Linked DNA regions of Mus musculus: region 1 is linked to region 2. A link is a contact called in public HiCAR-type data. All regions are on one chromosome and are shown on one strand. The core of a region is the stretch at or near the end of the contact, and the rest is flanking DNA. Distances in the headings are between cores, read along the strand shown.

Evidence for each region. HiCAR-type assays count read pairs that join an accessible place to other places.
Region 1: a HiCAR-type map of astrocytes shows a contact between it and region 2, with 3 times the contacts expected there. The contact joins the promoter of Sdhb here to the promoter of Iffo2 in region 2. A contact is called at or near these places in 2 of 39 promoter capture datasets (hippocampal neurons and liver) and 2 of 115 datasets of contacts at active chromatin or transcription factors (astrocytes and embryonic forebrain).

The regions. Positions count from the first base shown.
Region 1 is chr4:140,959,851-140,962,550 of GRCm38.p6, reverse strand. It overlaps Sdhb (succinate dehydrogenase complex, subunit B, iron sulfur (Ip)), which reads right to left and starts at 1,280. Exons shown (of 8, transcript NM_023374.4): 1 at 1,075-1,280. The coding sequence starts at 1,146.
Region 2 is chr4:139,573,412-139,576,111 of GRCm38.p6, reverse strand. It overlaps Iffo2 (intermediate filament family orphan 2), which reads right to left and starts at 1,392. Exons shown (of 9, transcript NM_001205173.1): 1 at 515-1,392. The coding sequence starts at 1,164.

The DNA of each region.
Region 1 (2,700 bases), core at 31-2,530, 1.4 Mb before region 2:
TAAAGACACTGTCCGAAAAGTCAAAACCTAACCAAAACAACACTAAAATTATCACAGGGTGGAGATTCATCTTAGCACTTTGGAAGGAGCAGAGTTCAGTTCCCTGCACGCATATGGCGGCTGATAACCACCTGTGACTCCAGTTCAGGAAATACAGCTCTCTTTTCTCCACGGGCACATGGTGCATATACATGAAAGCACACACTCATACACACACACACAAATCTAAAAAAAAAAAAAAAAAAAACCAACAAAACCCCCCAAAACAAAATGGGAGTTCCTGTTGTCCGCCTGTGAAGGACTATCCAGAAGCCCAGAGGAGGACTGAATGGTATCTGTAAAGTAAGGAGAGGCAGTTTTTCTCGCCTTTCTAAATGCTTCTACTGTGCAGCTCCCGAGGATACAGGGCGTGTGGGGAGACCTATGACAGAGCTACTACAGAATTATTAACAAAAGCAGCTCCAGGCTCTGCCTGTCATCCCATGCCAGCGGTATGAGATCAGTGCCGCTACACACCCCTGAATAAGCACGCTTCAGGGAACCGGGTCTTGCCTGCAGACTTCCACAGTACGGATCTTTCAAGGGGTCGGGGTCGCTTTCTTTCATGTCTCCCTTCCTCTGCGGGTCAAGTGCATTGCCTTGCAGAGTCCACCGCCCTCCGACCTGACCGATCCAGACCAGCCTAACCTGGAGGTGCGACCTGGCCTCCCGGGTCCCACCCCAGACACCCCGCAGGCCTCCCTTTCACACAAGCCTGGCGGAGTACAACTAGCAGGATTTGATTCTGGGTCCCGACCACAGGTCGCTCATCCTATGACCTTGACCTCTCCCTGTCCTCCTCCCAGACCTCTGTCTTTCTGTTCTCTCTTCCAACCTCCTCCCGGCCGCGCCTCTCTCTCCGGTGATGGAGAAGCGCGGAATGGCTGTCTGAAAGGATGCTCAAGAGCAGGATGCCGGGTTAAGTCCTCCCCCGAGGCCTGGACCCGGGCTCCTTCCGCCTCTCCGCGGCCTCTCTACCCAGGCAGCCTCGGTGACGGGCACGGCTCCCCACTGAACCACGGCTCCCGGGCTCACCTGCAGGCCGACTCTGCCGAGAACGGCAGCCGGGAAGCCGCGCTTCAAGGAGACCCCGACCGTCGCCGCCATTTTGGCTCCTGACGTCAGCCCCACCCCTTCCCCTCCGGCATCCCGTCGAACACCGCGGTGGGAAGCCGGCCTCTCACCCTGAGGACCGCTAGCCGCCTAAGCGCCAACGAGTGGAAGGCCGCTTCCGGTTTCTCCGAGCCAATGTACAGGAAGTGCGTGTGTGCAGCAGCGGCCCGTAGGGCGCATGCCCACTGGGCTTCCTATGTTCCTAAGGTGACCTCTGGAGTCTGAGGGGCGGGAGAGGGAAGGGTAGCGTGGAGGGGCGGGGCAGAGGCCAGGAGGGCGGGGCTTTCCTATTCTGCTGGTGGCTGTGATTTTTAACCCTTCTCTACTTGCAGTGGTGTCTGTCAATCACCTGTGACTCTTGTCTGGTCAGCTTTGTGCTAAATCTAGAGAACCTGTCAGTCCCTACCTGATTGGGACACTTGTTAAGTGACTGAAGTGATCAAAAGATGAACGTCACGTCGGTACAGAAGTTGCATGCCCGGCATATGGAGACAGTAGGAGAACCAAGCTCACCCTCCGCTACTTAATGAGGTCGAGTCCATCTGGGATACTTGAGACCCTGCCTCAAAACACACAAAACCAAAACCAAAGCAGCCAGAAAGGGTACCTAGTATGTGGCTGGTGCCAGCCTCTGGAATGCTGTGGTAAGTGAGCGAGCTGCTCACCTAATTCCTCTCTAACCCCAAGGAAGATGACAATAGGAAAGATGGGTGATGTAGCTTATAGGCTGTCCACCAAGGACCCACAGGCTGTCCACTGTCCCCAACTTCAGATCTTCCTACAGGTAAAGAACTGCAGAGAGCTGGGATTACAGCTGTGTGCCACCATGCCTGTGTGTGCTGAACAAGCCTTCTACTAACCGACCTGTGTCCTCAGATTTCGTCAGTTTCCTTAGTCACCTGAGCTGCTTTTTTTTTCTGGCACTTCTAGACAGGGTTTCTCTGTGTAGCCCTGACTGTCCTGGAACTCACTTTGTAGACCAGACTGGACTTGAACTCAGAAATCCGCCTGCCTTTGCCTTCCAAGTGCTGGGATTAAAGGCATGCGCCACCACTGTCCAGCCTTTCTGACACCTTTTATGGGTTCTCTCAGAGCCCCCCACCCTCTGACTGGGGATTTGACCACCTTGGGCAGGCGTGATCTTGGTATCCCAAGTCACTTGGTCTCTTGGGGCACCCAGTGACTTTGCTGGTCCTTGTTACCAGAGGAAGGATTTGATTTCTTTCCGCTCACCTTTGGCAGAGGAGGGCACTGTTTATAGTCTTGGGTTTCCTCACGCTGGCTCTTTTAGAAGACACTGGAGAAATTACCATGACAGGAGGAATGGCTAGATGGGGCCAAGTTTCTGGGAACTCACCCTGAATCTGGCTTCTCTGCCAGGTAGCCTCATTAAAGGGGGTGTGGAGAGGCCTGAACCCCTGGGGGTTACCTTGATCGCCCCCTCAAGGCCATGTGACCATTGACAAGTCCTTCGCCACTTTTTGACTTATAGCGTCCTTGCCTGAATCACTAGGGGTTGTGGCAGCTGAGTTAAGATTCTATGACTGG
Region 2 (2,700 bases), core at 143-2,642:
GGCCCTAGGGACAGAGCCATCCATCTTCACACGTGAGCTCATTAAATTCAAGGACAAAAAAAAAATGACAATGAGCTAGTTGAGACTGTTTTCTTTACACCTGCTATGGGAAAGGGAATCTACCACCAACATCTCGGGGAATACCTAGGCTAGGAGACACACCAGCCATGACTTCCATCAAAGGATCAAGTCTTGACTTTCACCGCGGATTAGCCAAGCTGCCTTGAGCAAGACACTTGGTACCTCTTCACCTCAGTTTCCTCATCTGCAGTATGGGGACAAGGCTGCCTCACACCGCACTGTCATGTGGACAGAATGAGATCACCACAAATCCGCTGGTTATTACGTCCCTGGGAAACAATGTGCCTGGCCCCAGGGGTCGGCGCCCAGGTATCCCGCGCTCCCTGCGCTCGTTCGCGGATTTAGATGACCTAGTCCTCCCGCAGTTCGCAGCCCATATGCCAGGCCCTGCTGCCGGTTCTGAGAGCGGCGGAGGAGGGGCGCGTCCACTCACCTCCGTTTGTACTCGTCACGCTCGCGCTTCACCTTGGCCAGCACGTTGTAGAGAGCGCGGATCTCTGGCGTGATGGTGTCGATCTGCACGCCTACGCCGTCCGGGTGTACCCACGACACGCCGGGGCCCTGCACAGTCTCCACGCCACCGCCTCCCGTGCGCCGCACCTGCGTGTAGCTCCAGATGGTCCCGGGCAGGCGACCGTAGTGCTGCGGGTGCGAGCCGCCGCCGGGGGGCAGGCCGCCCAGGGCCACCGCGTTGGCGTTGACGCCGGTGGCCGCGCCGAGGGCCTGCCCGCTTCCCGCAGCCGACGGCCGCAGCAGCTCGGGCCCGGTCTGCACGGCCTGCTCGCGGGAGAAGGTCTTGTAGCGCAGCCGCCGATCGCGCTCGCTCTGCTGCTGCTCCAGCTGTTTCTCCAGGAGCCGGTTGCGCCGCTCCAGCTCGTGCACCTTGGCCAAGAAGCAGCGGAAACGCACGTTGAGCCCCTTGAGGAGGTGGATGTTGGAACCCAGATCGTCCCGCAGCGCCGCCGTTACGGGCGAGGGCCCCGGCCCGGCCCCGCCACCCCCGCCGCCGCCTGCGCAGCCGCCGCCCCCCGGCGGGCAGCCGAAGGCCAAGGCCATCTCTCCGAACAGCAGCGAGTTAACCATGCGCCGGCTGCGTGGCTCAGGGCCCCGGGCCCGTGGCTCCAGATGCGGCTCCAGCTCGGGGCCGGGCTCCCGGCGCGGCCGGGCCAGGGCGGGCGCGGGCTCCAGAGCGGCCGGGGTGGTGTTAGGTGCCAGATGCGGCTCCGCTGCGTCGGGAGAGATGGTGGGACGAGCTGGAGGTCGCGGTGGCTGCGTGGGGCTGGTGAGGGGTCCGGTGCCTGCGCCGCGACTGTCAGAGCTGCTGTGGACCGGCCGCAGCAGCGGCTCGCAGAGGACTCTCAGCCGGCGCTGCCCCCTCTGCGGCGAGCCCCGCCCTCTGCAGGCACAGACCACGCCTCCAGGGCCCGCCCTCTGCAGACACAGACCACACCCCCTGCCTAGCTGCTCTCTGCCCTTCCCGGCCCGCCCTCTATAGGCGAAGGCCTTCCTCCCTAGCCTGGACCGCCCTCTGCGGACATAGGCCACGCCCCTCAACCCATTGCAGCGATTTCACCCGCTGAGACTCGGCTCCTAGGTCTCCAGCCCCGGCCACGCCTATCGGCCCTTGGGCTCCGCCCACCCACAAGCTGCGCCACTCGTCTGCGAGGAGCCTTTCGACTACAGCTCAAGCTCCGCCCAGCAACGGCCCAGAAAACCCTCGCCTGCGTGCGGCGCTGCAGGCCTAGCGGGGTTCAGATAATCTAACGCAGTCTGAATGCGAAACTGTACCCGGGAACGCGGCAGAGCCGGGCACCGCAGCCTCTTGAAAAGGTGGACAGCCTGTGGAGACCTCCACTACCAAGTGTGCCAGGCGGGCTTGACTACCTGCTTGCCCTTCCTCCGTGTCCCAAATTTCCCTGCCCCAGATTCTCAGGCATGCGGGTGACTGTGGCCTGCAAAGGTCTGGCAACCATAGTGTGCGAAGATGCATGAAAACCAGCTCCCCTACTCCAGCCTCCGGAGGCCTTGGTCGCCTTCCTGTCCCCTACCAGGCAGGATCAGGGCTTCTCGCAGCCTTTGAGCCTGCTAGTCCACGGCAAACCCAGAAGCGGGGATGTGAGACAAGCTGGGGAAGAGAAAGCAATGAGCCTCCCAACATGCTTGTCCTCACAACCCTGACTAACCATCTCCTGTCACCTATCACCACATTGTCACAGTCGGCGCTGTAGCTGAGCCCTGAGAGCAGAGGGTCTGTCTATCCATCAATTCTCCCGAATGCCTTGCTGCAATATGGAGTACCACCTATTTGGAGGACACTTATTTGGACCCATCCATCTTCCGTCCTTTCAGCCATCTATCCTTCACACCTACCACCCTAAAAACCAGTATTCCCTGCGATCTCCAAGTGTCTCCTGTACCCACTGCAAGCATTAGCTCACAGCAGGCACCTATTTAAGTATTATCCTCATTTTACAGAGAAGGTCGCTGAGACCTGAGCTTTACCACCACCTCAAAACACACTCTACCCAGCCTTCCGAGCTGCTGGCCTTTGGTCCTCACCACAAACTTCCTAAGGGAAGGACCCCACCTTGAATGCCTGTGGCTTACACCGTCAGCTCT